4 separate regions of the Sus scrofa genome follow, and regions 2, 3 and 4 are each linked to region 1. The links are chromatin contacts, called in public Hi-C, HiChIP or PLAC-seq and promoter capture Hi-C maps. All regions are on one chromosome and are shown on one strand. Each heading gives the region's core, a stretch centred on a gene start, on an enhancer-like site or on the middle of the called end of the contact. The rest is flanking DNA. Distances are from core to core; before and after follow the strand shown.

Evidence for each region. Promoter capture Hi-C pulls out the DNA fragments that hold promoters and counts their contacts. A called contact is a pair of places that touch in the nucleus more often than the background predicts. HiChIP or PLAC-seq counts read pairs in DNA pulled down with a chosen protein or histone mark.
Region 2: a contact with region 1 is called in a promoter capture Hi-C map of liver, with 6 times the contacts expected there. The contact joins two enhancer-like sites. A contact is called at or near these places in 5 of 5 promoter capture datasets (fetal liver, fetal skeletal muscle, liver and 1 more), 16 of 47 Hi-C or Micro-C datasets (blood, embryonic fibroblasts, epiblast stem cells and 10 more) and 2 of 2 datasets of contacts at active chromatin or transcription factors (alveolar macrophages and skeletal muscle).
Region 3: a contact with region 1 is called in a Hi-C map of omental adipose tissue, with 4 times the contacts expected there. The contact joins two enhancer-like sites. A contact is called at or near these places in 1 of 5 promoter capture datasets (fetal liver), 26 of 47 Hi-C or Micro-C datasets (adipose tissue, alveolar macrophages, blood and 14 more) and 2 of 2 datasets of contacts at active chromatin or transcription factors (alveolar macrophages and skeletal muscle).
Region 4: an H3K27ac HiChIP or PLAC-seq map of skeletal muscle shows a contact between it and region 1. The contact joins the promoter of IRF2BPL here to the enhancer-like site in region 1. A contact is called at or near these places in 2 of 5 promoter capture datasets (fetal skeletal muscle and liver), 12 of 47 Hi-C or Micro-C datasets (embryonic fibroblasts, epiblast stem cells, fetal skeletal muscle and 6 more) and 2 of 2 datasets of contacts at active chromatin or transcription factors (alveolar macrophages and skeletal muscle).

What each region holds. Positions count from the first base shown.
Region 1 is chr7:100,040,557-100,043,830 of Sscrofa11.1, forward strand. No RefSeq gene overlaps it. Among named protein-coding and RNA genes, the nearest start is that of LRRC74A, 68 kb to the left of the region's middle. Within about 2 kb of position 1,650, at least 66 of the 83 cell types and tissues checked have an H3K27ac peak or open chromatin away from gene starts, as enhancers often do. A contact at or near this core is called in adipose tissue, alveolar macrophages, embryonic fibroblasts and 9 more, where this site is marked.
Region 2 is chr7:100,167,781-100,171,054 of Sscrofa11.1, forward strand. It overlaps LOC106504515 (a long non-coding RNA gene), which reads left to right. Exons shown (of 4, transcript XR_001298064.2): 3 at 614-699. Among named protein-coding and RNA genes, the nearest start is that of CIPC, 11 kb to the right of the region's middle. Within about 2 kb of position 1,606, at least 22 of the 83 cell types and tissues checked have an H3K27ac peak or open chromatin away from gene starts, as enhancers often do. A contact at or near this core is called in liver, omental adipose tissue and retroperitoneal adipose tissue, where this site is marked.
Region 3 is chr7:100,141,817-100,145,090 of Sscrofa11.1, forward strand. No RefSeq gene overlaps it. Among named protein-coding and RNA genes, the nearest start is that of MIR9860, 17 kb to the left of the region's middle. Within about 2 kb of position 1,450, at least 14 of the 83 cell types and tissues checked have an H3K27ac peak or open chromatin away from gene starts, as enhancers often do. A contact at or near this core is called in adipose tissue, alveolar macrophages, embryonic fibroblasts and 4 more, where this site is marked.
Region 4 is chr7:100,122,314-100,125,587 of Sscrofa11.1, forward strand. IRF2BPL (interferon regulatory factor 2-binding protein-like) reads right to left here and starts at 1,507. Exons shown (of 2, transcript XM_001928316.6): 1 at 1-1,507. The coding sequence starts at 176.

The DNA.
Region 1 (3,274 bases), core at 400-2,899:
GGGCAGGGGCGGGCCAGGAGCATTAGGCGACAGACCGATGCACCCCGAGTGGGGAGGCTGGTGTCCTCAGAACCCGAGGCCGTGTATTCTCCTGTCCTGGGCTTGTTGACTCTGTCGGACTCATGCAGCGCTGTACAAAATGCACGTTCAGTAGAGGGTTTCTGCAGTCTGGAGCTTACACTAGCTGTTGACATGCGCACAGAAAGTGGTCTCTTTGTTCAGCTCATTTTAATTTTTGTCATTTGCTCTACTCTCTTAATTTCCACCCCTGCCCTGCATCGTTGCATGTCAAAACCATCAGGAACCGTGGAGCCGGCCTTGTCTGCATTTTAGGTCTAAGGACCCTGAGCCCAGACGAATATTTTTCTTGTGGCTGGTGGGCGCCTCGCCGAGCCTGCTAATCCGGGCTGGCCACCGCTCATCCCTCGAGGCAGGGTACCCGGCCTTCCTTAGCAACCGCCGCTGAATCATGGCAGAGAGCTCTTGCTCGTGGGATCTGGCCCCCTGGGTGGGTCCCTGTAAAGAAGCCATACTTGAGAGCCTGGCAGGGCTGGCGAGAGGAAGCACGTGGGCTCTGTGCTGGCACAGGGCCGTCTGCCCCTCCGCCCCCGCGAGAACCCGTGACAAACAACCTTGCCTGGTGCCCAAGCGCCTGCCAAGCCCTGTAGCAGTAAAACCCTGGCAGCCTCAGCAAGGAGTCCAATTTCAGCCCAGCGGGTGGGGAAACCAAGGCAGCAAGAGCCCAGTGTGACCAAGCTCACGCACAGGGCTGACAACCAGAGGCCAGGCGTCCAGGGCTGCACGCTGAGCCCTGAGCCCTTGGGCCACCCTAGCCAAGGCTCTGGGCCTGGCACAGAGCGGGAACAAATGTTTCCCAGATTCCTGTCGGCAGCGGAGCCCAGAGAAAGGCCCAGAGCTTTCCATCCATGAGTCCTCACTGTGGTCCCCTCTCTCCAAGGGAAATAGAACCTCTGAGCCCCCACCCCCACCCCAGGAGCCCCCTGGGGCATCAGGTCCAGGCCCGGAATCCAGCTTAGAGCATTCCAGCTCCCAGCTGAGTGCCTGGAACAGCAGACATCAAAAACCTGGCAGGCGGAGGAAGAAGGGAAGATTAGATCATTCCAGCAGAATGAAGGCAGCGGAGAAACGGAGGGGGGTGGAGGGACAGAGGCCAAGAATGTTTCAAGGCAACCTGAAAACTCCTTGAGATTAAAGCAGGCCCAGACACTGGCGGTTTCCCCACGGCCTGAGTTACTGGCCGAGAAAACCTGGCGTGTCTCCGCCCTCCTGGTGTGTGTGTGGGCGGGGGGGGGGGGGGGGGGCTGGTCCACACATGTGTGCAGTGTGGGTACCGAAGGGTTACGAAGGCCAGGGGAGCAGTGCACACGTGTTCGGTGCTCTGTGTGCAGACACACATTTAGGCACAAAACCCACCTGTGCAGGTATTCACAGGAGTGGGTACATGTGTTTGCGTGCAGTCCCCAAACATGTTTTCACCAAGCTCAAGGAGAAGCAATCAGTCATCTCCGAGGAATCTTAGCAACAGCCATCCCCAGAAAAGGCTCCTGCCAACTGGAGCTGCGATGAGTCAGCAGAGGCGGCCGTGGGAGGCGGAGAGCTCTCACCCCGGAGCCGGCCTCCCCCTCCCCCGGCCTGGCCGCCTCGCCTGGGTCACTGCTTTGGCACCGATGTCCCAGCACACATTCCTGGAACTGGCCAGCACAGGCCGCTCAAGGGTTTTTCCCTCCTCCTCCCTCTCCTCTCCTCGCCCATTCTGTCCCGCCCCACACCCGCCCTTTTATTTTTCCTTCTTGCTGCAAAACCAAAACACCGCACTCTCGAGTTCAAGAACTGCAGCCAGATGGCAGGAACCGGCGGTGGAGAGGTTGGGACCAGGAGCTGCCGGGGCCCAAGGAGGCTGGGGGTTGAGGATGCCTCCTGTCTGGCTGCCAAGGGCCCTACTGGGGACTGCTGAGTTGGGCTTAAGTCCTGAGGGGGCTAAAGTGTCATTGCCTGGGGCTCCAGGGAACACGAGTTCAAGTGGTGGCTCCACGGTATCTCCCTCTGCCCCTAGCAGAGCCCGAGGTTGCGAACACAGATGAAGGGCGGGCGGAGGGTGAGCAGAGGAAGAGAAGCACCAAGATTAATCACGGCTCTATTGCCTGAGTGCGTGTTCATTTTATCTACCCAGCAGCCCTTGGAGTGGTAGAATTATCTCCGTTTACAGATGGGGAGATGGAGGTGTAGACAGGTAAAGGGATTTGGCCCAAGGTCACGCAGCTATTAGCAATGGAGCTGGATGGAATGAAACCCGGCTGGAGCCGCCTCGGGGGCTTTAACGGACAGACCACACAGCCTTTCTTTCTTCCCAGGCTTCACCTACCCTGCGTGTGCCAGGATCACTGCACCTACAAAAACTAAATACAATAAAAACAAAAAAGCCTGGTGCTGTCCCTGCTCCCTCTCCCCTCCCAAGCAAATCAGATCTGGGTGAAAAGCCATCTGCAACCTCAGCAGCGGCGGTGGAAGCAGGGGCAGGAACAGCCTGGCCCAGCCTGAATCCCTGGCCTCTTTACTGGAGGCAGGAAATGAATAAAAGCTAAATGAGTTTGAAAATGCCAGGAGGCAGTGTTTATCCCCTTCTCCCTCCCCCTCCCCTGGCAAGGACCGTGTATAGTTACAGTTTAATCTTGGAAATGCCAGACAGCTGTTCCCCGTTGCTAAGAGACTGGCCCACATTATGCAGATGTCAGGGACCTCAAATGTCTGCCGGAAATTACAGATCATGTTGGAGGAGCAGAGGGGCCTTCTCTCGGCTGGGGAAGCGCAGCGGGAGACCCCCGAAGGGGGTGTGGATCGCAGGAAGGAGGGGCCCACCCCTTCCGGGTCTCCCCCTCGAAGGCTCTGGATCCGTCACTGTGCCCTCTCTGCTGCCCTGGCTCCCTCCACCCCACCCCCACCAGGTCTTCCTCCTTTGATGGCTCTGCTGATGCCCATTCTACCCACCCCCCCACTGCAGTTTTCCTTCTGGGGCATCTTTCTTCACTCCAGTGTCTCTCTATTTGTCAGGTAACCTTCCCTTCCACCAGGATGCCCCTGAGCTGGCTAGCGATGAGCTGGGAGGAAAGATCAACCCCACCCTAGGAGGAGGGGGTCCCACTCCCTGAGGCCCCCTCACCTGGAGCTGAAAATGGACACACCCAGGCGCACACACACCCTCCTTGTCATCCTTCCTCATCGCCCCCATGGAAATCTAAGGGAGGGCCATTGCCAT
Region 2 (3,274 bases), core at 356-2,855, 130 kb after region 1:
GTGATAGCAATCCTATGTGTGTCCGGTCCCAGACACCTTCGCTGACCAAAGCTAATGTTGAAGGATGGAGTTATTTTTTTTTTCTTCTTTGCTGCATCTCGCAGCATGTGGAAGTTCCCTGGGCCAGGGATCACACCCAAGCCACAGCAGTGGCAAGGCTGAATCCTTAACCAGTAGACCACTAGGGAACTCCGAAAAAGGGATTTTTTTTAAACAAGTAACAGTGGTAACAGAATCCTGGGGTTTTGAATTTAGAATACGCTTAGACTGTAAAAGCCAGTCTCTTTCACCACTTGAAAGTGTAAAGTGAGTTGATTTCCAGACCTCGGGCAGGTCCCACCACCCAAGAGTCTGGTTTTCCCAGTAGCAGAGCGCTAGCCTCTGCCCAAGTCCTAGGGCAGCGTGGTGCCCTCCAGCAAATGTGCCTGGGACTTGGGAGGTCCTGTCTGCTGTGCCCTTACTCAGCTCCACCCAGAGTGCTCCCAGGCGGCTGGGCTCTTAGAATAGCTTGGAGGCAGCGCTGTGAGGAGGGGCGCTAGAGTGCAGCCAGCTGGGGGAAATTGCAGGCCTACTGGACCCTCCCTCACCCTCCTCTCCCCCTCCCCCTCCCCAGGATTGAAACTTTCCCCTTGGGGGCTGCTGCAAGACCACCCAAGGGCCAGCAAAGGAGCCAGTGACTGGTGAGCCACAGCCCACAAGGTATGCAGGGTCACATTATACAGAAATAGCAAAAGGGACAAGTTCCAAGTGGGAAATGGCAGATAATGGGACAAGATCTTGAGTCAGCAGAACCTTTATATCAAAATCAATTTAAGTCTGGGAGTTCCCTGGTGGTCTAGTGGTTAGAATGCATTGCTTTCACTGCTGCCCGGTTCAACCTCTGGTCTGGGAACTGAGATCCCACGTCAAGCCACTGCACAGTGTGGCCAAAAAATAAACTAAAATTTAAGGCTAATCTTTCAGGAAAAAAAAGAAAAAAAGCACTAATCTATCTATTACTGTAACTGCAATCATCGTCCAATATCCAAAGCTTCACTTATGTTCATGAATCTAGACAAAATTTGGAAGGTAGGTGGGGGACACCCAGACTTAGAAAGCCTTTGCTGCTGGGGTTGGATCTTTGATGGAGGTCGGTCATGCCTCAAAACCTTTGTTAATGCCAAAGTCATGACCATTTAGTGACACAGGCTGGACTTTCCAAGGACATGATGCAATACAGCATTCCTTTCTTATCATAATAAATCTTTGTGCCAACATTGAATGAACTCCAGGCAGGGGCAGGGGCTCTGCTTTTCCTGGTACCAGGGTTAGTCACTTCCTGCCTCTGCAGGATCCTTCTGGCAAGATCAGGAAAGTGCCAGCAGCAAAACCTGGGTGTCCCTCACTTGGAAAAATAATCCCAAAGATAATAGAGAAATACTCTTTTAAGATATGCTGCATCAATCACTGATGCTCTTGGCATGAAGATTGACATTGTTGGGGAAAACATAGCAATGATTGTGGGATGAAAAATGGTTCAGAAGGATCGGCTGCCTGACGTCAGTGAGCACACACAGTCACTAGGCACAGGCAGTCCCCTTGTCTCTGGCCCTAGAGGACTGGCCTCACCAGGCTGGGTTGTTTTCCACTGGCCTTCAGACAAAGTTATGTATCAACATGTGTTCGGTCAGTTGCAGGCTGTGCTGAAGACACACCATGTGTGGGTGCAGAGCCATCCCTGGAAAGACCCCACCCCACTAGTCTTACTAGTCAGCTAGTAAAAGCCACATAGATGTGACAGCTGCTGCGAATTCCTCCAGCTTGCCCTTAGAGAATAACTGACCCTTGACAGTTTGTAAAGCACTTTTGCCTGTTTTCACTTGTTCCATCCTCACCACCCTGAAAAGGAAGGCAGATGTTAGCAGCACTCCGTTTTAGCAATGAAAAGAGCAGCTCTGAGAGGTAAAGGGACTTAATCAGGAGACCCTGGGTTGTCACAAAGCCTGGATTTATTTGACTGAGATCTTTAATGCCACATCCTGGGATCTGTCCACCATACCATGAAGTCTACTTTCAGGGAAATCGCATTTCTATCTTGGTCTTTTGCATGATCTGGATCTAGCTTGTTTTGTGTTCGTTGTTTTCTGTTTGTTTGTTTTGGGGTTTGTTTTTGTGCTAAGGATGTTTCCAGTCTACAATGAAAATTCTGGTAGAGCCAGAACCCCATTTGACCGCAAACATTGCAGACACTTTCTGCTCAATGATGTTCTCACAGATTGCCCACGAGATAGCCTGGTTCATGCATCGTATCCCTTATGGAAGCAGGGGGTGCTTTTAAGAAGGGGGTGGGTAGTCTTCACCTCATTTTCAAGTTATACAAGAAACCCTCAGTATACTTGGGTTTTCTGAACCATGGGATGGAGTTGACAGAACACCACCAACTACCCCCCCACCCAAGTATTAGTATCTATTTGCCTCCATTGGCACATTTTTGTTATTTTTTATTGAAGCAGAAGGGTTTTGAGTTTTCTTCAGTTTGTTTTGTTTGGGTGCCAAATTCTGTGGGGAGAGCATAATTTTCTAAGGGCGAGCTGAAGGAATTCAGGAGAGGCATGGAGGGTTGTGAGCTGCCACCCCCAACTTGCCTGGGAGACTCATTTCCAGCCCCCGGGAGGGACAGATTAGGATGATAAATGGAGAGAGGAGTCATCATGTAAGAAGCGACTAAAGATACAAGTGGTTCTGCCTTGGGACCCAGGCAGCAAGGGGCCGCCATTCGGGGAGAAGACCATCTGTTGCCCACTGCTCCATCCTGCCCTCATACCAGCAAGTTAGTGGTACAGAGTGGTCCCAGGAGACAATGCCATGTCCAGGCAACAGGAGTGATTGCTACAAGAACACATGTGTGTACCCCTTTTTTCTCTTTCTTTTTAGGGCCACACCTGCGCATATGGAGGTTCCCAGGCTACGGGTCAAATACAAGCTGTAGCTGCAGGCCTACACCACAGCCAAGGCAATGTCAGATCTAAGCCAAGTCTGGGACCAACACCACAGCTCACAGCAATGCCAGATCTTTTTTTTTTTTTTTTTTTTTTTTTTGTCTTTTTGCCTTTTCTAGGGCAGCATCCATGGCATATGGAGGTTCCCAGGCTAGGGGTCGAATCAGAGCTGCAGCCGCCGGCCTATGTCAGAGCCACAGCAACTCGGGATCCGAGCCATCTGCGACCTATACCACAGCTCACGGCAACGCCGAATCCCTAACCCACTGAGCAAGGCCAGGGATCGAACTCGCAAC
Region 3 (3,274 bases), core at 200-2,699, 100 kb after region 1:
TTTGTGCAAGGACACTGTGGCCCCTGCAGCAGGGTTGTGGGGGAGGTGGAAGCTCGCTTGAGGGGCAAGTGGGGGCAGGGGGAGCCTGGAGGAGGCGGGGAGCAGAAGCTGCAGACGCAAGCTCAGCCCCCTTTGCAAAGGCTCTCTTCCCCTTGGAAGCTGGTTCCAGGCCCCTTTCCCTCCACCTGTCTTCTGGCCTGTGCTTCCTGCTTGGCCCCTCCCCTGCCCAGCCAGGTTCAGCACAGCCCAGCTTCCCAGCCCTGACCTTCAATTCCACCCACCAAATACTTCCTTAGATTTTTCTATGCAAGATGCTATATTCCTGCTAGCGGCTGAGGGATGAAAGAGAGACAAAGAACAGCAAAATAAGAGTAGAAAGGACCTCAAAATGATTTTTGAACTTTTTTTTTTTAGGACCACACCTGTGGCATCTAGAAGTTCCCAGGCTAAGGGTCGAGTAGGAGCTGCAGCCGCCAGCCTACACCACAGCCACAGCAACACCGGATACCAGCCGAGTCTGTGACCTACACCACAGCTCACAGCAACGCCGGATCCTTAACCCCCTGAGCAAGCCAGGGATCAAACCTGCATCCTCATGGATGCTAGTCAGTCTTGTAACCCACTGAGCCACAATAGGAACTCTGGTTTTCAAACTTCTCTCAGCCTCAGAAACTTCTCCCACTCCCCTTCACAAAAACCCATGTATTTAAGAAAGAAAAAAAGCGAGATTGCTACCATTGAGTTCAGTGCAGGGCCTGGTCCACTCCGGCCAGAGGCCAACTCCACAGACAGAGTCTGAGAAGCCCTGATCAAGACCAGAGGGGAAACGGAGGCCCGAGGAAGTAGAGTGACCTTCCTGAGACACCCTGCAAGTTAGTGGTTCTGCCAAGTTCAAATTCAGGTGTCTGCGCGCCTGGCCCAGTGCCCTCTCCATTGTACTGCCCTACCCCTTGGCACTTGTCTCAAAGATCTGCTGGGAAGAAGAGGCAAGTCAACCTGGAACAGAGTGCATGGGCTCCGGGCCAGTTAAAGAGCGATGATTCCACTGCAGGGAGAGAAGCCTTCACCACAGAGGGTCAGGAGACTGGATGCATCCTAGGTCAGGACGGGCAGGGTTTGACACGGAGCATGGAGGGGATGTGTGGGAAAGAGGCAATTCCAGGCCCTGGAGAACATGATCAGTTAATGCCTGAAGAAAGCCTGGCAGCTCAGAGATCTGCCCACCCTGGCTCTGCCACTACAAGCGAGGTGACCTTGGGTCAGAGGCCTCCCCCGTCTGGGTTTGCTTCCTTGCATGTAAAATGGCAGATGGGGTGGGCTAGCTGGTCCCACTGTGACATGTCCTGACCCCTTGTCTCCTCCCAAGAGGTTGGCTCTCCCTTACCCACCACCACTACCAACGTCACCACCTAGGACACTCCCTGGTGTGTGCCAGGTGGCTGGAATTGATACCAAGAGGAAGTGTCCTGGGGTGCCCCATCAGAGCAGCATGGAGCTGGCAGGCCTGCTCAAGGGGCCCGCCCAGAGCTTTGGGGAACAGTGACAAAACACAAGGAGGAGGCAGGAGCCGAGGCAGAACTAGGGCAGGAACTATTCCTCTTCTGGGAAGGGTCCTTTCCAACCCAGCCCTCTCTGGAGGCCCAGGCCTCATTCAGTGCCCTCTCCCATGCCCACCACCTGGGAGCAGAAAGGGGAGGTCTGGAGGGTAGGGGTGATATGCCACTTAGCCCCAAACCTCAGTATTCCCTCCCCCCCCCCTTTTTTTAGGGCCGCACCAGTGGCATATGGAGGTTCTCAGGCTAGGGCTTGAATCAGAGCTGCAGCTGCCAGCCTACACCACAGTGTCTGCGACCTACACCACAGCTCACGGCAACACCAGATCCTTAACCCACTGAGTGAGGCCAGGAATCGAACCTACGTCCTCATGGATGCTGGTCAGATTCGTTTCCGCTGAGCCACGAGGGGAACTCCTTCCAGCTTCTTAAATGAGGTAAAAGTAGACACTTGGTACTCTTATTTGTAAAAGTGATCATTTCAGTATCTTAGATGGTGAAATGAGATCATGCTTGTCAAGTGCCTGGCCTGGTGTCTGGTATAGGAACCACTTAGTAAATATTAGATCCTATTCGTTGCCGAGGGGGCTGCCTGTTAGGGAAAACTACACAGTGTAAAGGCTCCTGACATTAAATGGGCTGGTTGGAGTAGTGCCCCTGTATGTGCAACCCACGCTCAACTACAGGAGGGGGACTGGGGAAGTTGGTGAGAAGCCCACTAGAAACAATGTGTGTGCGCCCCCTGCTGGCCGTGAGCAAAGATGCAGGCCTGCCCGCTCAGGCGATGAAGGGGGTGGTTGTTAGCACGACCCGCTGCTGCCTGGTGGTTGGAACCCAGTATTCCAGAGTACCCATAAGGTGTCACCCACCTGGCAATGCGCCAGGTTTTTGGAGGGAGGACTGACAGTGAGCGACAGACAAAATGAGTGGAAAGGTAAGCTAGCTTTTTGGAGCCAATTAGATTTAGAGTCAACCAGGCATCAGTTCAAGCTCAGAGACCACCCCAGAACCAACCGCCTGTGTCGGATTCAGCAGTGAGCAAAGTTCCTTGCATCTGGGACTTGGAGTGTGTGCGGTGACCTTGGATAGGCCATATAATGCCTCTGAGCTTCAGTTTCCTCATCTGTAACATGTCAGGCTCCTCTACTCCTTCCCCCCATTCCAGAAGGTAGAGACCCCGGGTCTGGATCCCAAGGCCTCTGTCATCTGGGGGGAGTTGGAAGTCACCACCAACAGCTGTGTCTTCTCAAGGGAAACCTCATCCCTCTGAACCTGGGCTGTGGCTCTGCTTTATTCGGAAGGGACCGTGTCACCCTCCTGGGGCATGCCAGGCTCCCCAGATTCTCAATGAATTTTTATTAACATCCAACATCACTAACACCTCAATAAATTTCCACTCCCCACGGCCTTTACTGTAGATGTGCATGGATATACACACATGCACACCCCCCCACACACATATACACACACACATAAAGCAAGGGTGAGGGTTGGAAACTGATCGATGCCACAGGAATGTTTTAACACCCCTATCGAAACTACCCGAGTTGGGTCTGGTTTATTTTTTGAGGATTCTATAGTATCATCTCACAGTCTGCGTGTATGTGTGCTTCACACTCATTCATGTAGCAAGGTTTAATTGAGCTATTGCCAAGTATGGAAGCAATAGCAGTAAATAAAAGAGACACAAATCCCACACAGAGCTTACATTCGTGTGTGTG
Region 4 (3,274 bases), core at 257-2,756, 82 kb after region 1:
CGCTTCAGCTGGCGCGCGGTCTCGATCACAAACTCGATGCGATCCGCGCCCTCGTAGTTGACGCAACCGCGGCATACGGGTTCCGAGAAGTCCCAGATCATGGCCCAGGGCATGCGGGGCAGGTCGCACAGGTAGCAAGATTGTCTCCGGGACGAGGACACCTGCGCCGCCGACATGATGCCGGCCCTGGGGAAGGTAGGCCCCCGCCCGGGCTGTCTCCGCGGCGCCTTCTCCTCCCGGAGGGCTGGCCGGCTGGGGAGGGAGTCTGGCTGCGGGGGAGGGAGGGGGGGCGAGAAAGTTCTGCCCCAGGGGCTGGAGGGAGCGCGAGTCTCCACCGCCGGCGCAGCGCCTCTCCGCGGGGGCTCCAGCGCCTGGGCGGCGGACGAGTCCAGCCCGCTCCTCGCCCCCACCTCCTACTGCGGCTGTCTCGTCGGGAGGGTAGCTCAGGCGCCTTCTTCCTGGTGTCGCGGACCTGGACTGGAAGCTCCGGGCCCGGGGGGAGGGGGCGAGGGTGCCGGGTGCTGGCCGCTGTGGGTTCTTGGCCCCCTCCCCGGAGTGGCTGGTGCGTGGAAGCTCGAAAGGGGCTGTCTCTTCCTCTCCTCTTGGAGGGGGGGCGCCCTACGACCTGCGTCCTCTCCCCGCCAGGCTCCCTGGGGCGAAGGCTATAGAGGGTTCAGTGCCACCCGGTGCCCGGGTCCAATCTTGCTGAAGTCGCTGCTTCCCGGGAGGGCCGGGGGAGGGGTTGGCAGCCGAGAGAGGAGCTTCTCCCCTCCGCAGCGTCGGCCGTTCCGCTGGCGGCGGCTGGGTTTGCACGGCCGGAGGGAGCCGCCGCGGCCACTGCTTCCAGGATGCACGCGAGCAGAGTAGAGGAGTGCACGCACGCAGGCTCCCGCCGCCCCCAGGCCTGGCGGGCGCCCGGGCCGCCGCGGCTGGCGGCGCTCACGTTGGCTGCAGGGCGCTCGCGCGGCGCCTCGGCCCGGGTCGCATCCCTTCCCGCTCACACTCGCCCGGAATGTGGGGTTGTGATTGTTACTCTACGTTCCGGAGGCGCGTCTCGGCGCTCCCGCTCGCGCTGCGGCTCGCGCTGTCCCGGGCTTGGCCGCGCGGGATGCCGCCCGGGCGGAGCGCTGACGTCACCGCCATGCTCTGCACCAGTTCTCCCCCCCTCCCCTTTACACTTCCTCTGTGGAGCCCACTTGTTGCTCGGGAAAGGCGCATGCGCGGCAGAGAGCCCAGATTCCTCCCAGTCGGCCCCTCCTCCGCGCCTCCGCCCTCCCCTCCCCCCTCGCCGTGTGTGTACAACAGCTGAGGCCCCGCGAGCTAAGGCTGGAAGTCCAGGGCTGGGGGTGGAAATTAAACAGACGATGACCTTTCCTTTCCCCGCCCGGCTTTCCCAAGTAAAAACGCATTTAAAAACCACAAGCGTCGTTTCCGATCCCGCTCCCCACCCCACCCCTGGCAGCGGATTTAAATGTCCTGTTTCAAGATTTTCGCCTTGAATTCCACGTAGGTATTATCCATTTCATCGGCAATCAAACCTTTCCCCCCGCCCCCCCTGTGGAGGTCACATCTTTGCTACCACTGATGCCGAAGCACCTGTAAAATTAGCTGTGTTCCAGTCTTCCAAAAATTGCCTTTTCGCTTTGTTTTTGTGCCCTGGTCTAGGAACCTGCGCTTCAACAACGGAGCTAAATGAATTCAGGGGGAGATACCCCTCCCCCAAGCCGCACTCTAAAAATTTTGGCTGAATGTCTAAAGAAGCTATGAGCACCCGGAGGCCTTTAAGGAAAACAGTCCACTGGCTGCACACAGCTGCAGCTGGGGGCAGGGAGGGGGAGGTGCTGGAGAGACCAAACAGGTGAGTGGTTTTTCCGGGTTTGATTTAAAAAAAAAAAAAAAAAGGTGGGCTCAACATTTAATAGTATTGATATCTCTTTGTAAAACAGCCGCAGTTTTCAAAGTTCCTTCTCATGTGCTGTGATTTCATTCCATAGTGCTCCAGAAGGCTGAGCAAGGCCCCCATCACTTCTCATCATTATTGTTGATTGCAGACCAGATGTGTTGGTCATAGGGCTAGTTGGGGCATTTCAATTGATTTTTCTAAGTATTGGGTCTGCTTTCCCCCCACCATGAAAATTGAGACAATCCTGGACAAGGCTGGAGTGGGGGCAGACAATATAATGGAATTTCAGGTTCCGGAGCCTGGCACACTAGGTTGGAATTTCCTCTCTATCACTTACTGGCTTTGTGACCTTGAGTTAGTTACTTACCCTAAGATAATAACATCTGTTTTCCATCTGTAAAATGGGATCAGAGCTCCCAGCTTATTAGAACTGTTTTAAGATTTCATTTTGTTTCTTGTCCTGATGGGAGGCAACTCACTGAGACTTGTTGGAAGCCAGATACTGTTAGGTGGTTTAGTTGCATCATCATTACATTCTCAGTATTATCTGCAAGGTAGATTCTATTATTAACTCTGTTTTACAAGTTCCGAAAGTAGAGAGGTTAAATAAGTTGCCCAAGGTCACACAGCCATTAGAGACAGAACTGGGATCCGAATCCAGAAAAATCTGCTTTGAAAGGTGGCTTTGACAAGCTTAGGTTCTCAGAGATGGTTTGGGAGTGCTCAAAATGTCCATCATGCCCCCCCCCCATTTGTTGCATACAATCTCATGTAAAGTTCTGTGCAAATACATCTTCATAATTAACCCCCCCCATCCTCCCCTTCCAAATAGATTGTGCCACTGAATTCTTCCACATACAGAAGTGGTGGATCTGCCACTGCCCAGACTGTAGCACAGAGTCAGGTTCACAGGAAGTCATCAGAAAGGGTTGGTTATTATTAGTATTGATATTAATATTGGTACTATGACAGATTAACATGTGGAAGTACTTTGTAAATTGCACAGAATGTAGGGATCCCAGCTCTTGTCACTGCTATTACTACTAATTATAATAAAGTTCAGTTGAAGCAACAAGGAGTATTTATTTTTATTTTGCTACTTGACCTTCAGAACCTGTTCCCCCAGTCCAGCCCTTCTCAGCACCCCAATCTCCCACTCATTCTGGGGCCCTACGTGCAAAAGAAGGGGAGCTTTTAAGAATAGGGAGAAAGGGGGATGGAAGAATCCAAGGGAGCCCCTCTTTCATCTGAAAGCAGCCAGATTTCTGTTTTTGCAAAACAGTGAGCTCACTGTGCACTCCCCAACAATAATAAACTTTCCCCGGCTGGCTGGCTCCCGGCAGTGATTCTTCTGTAAGAGCTGCTGGGAGC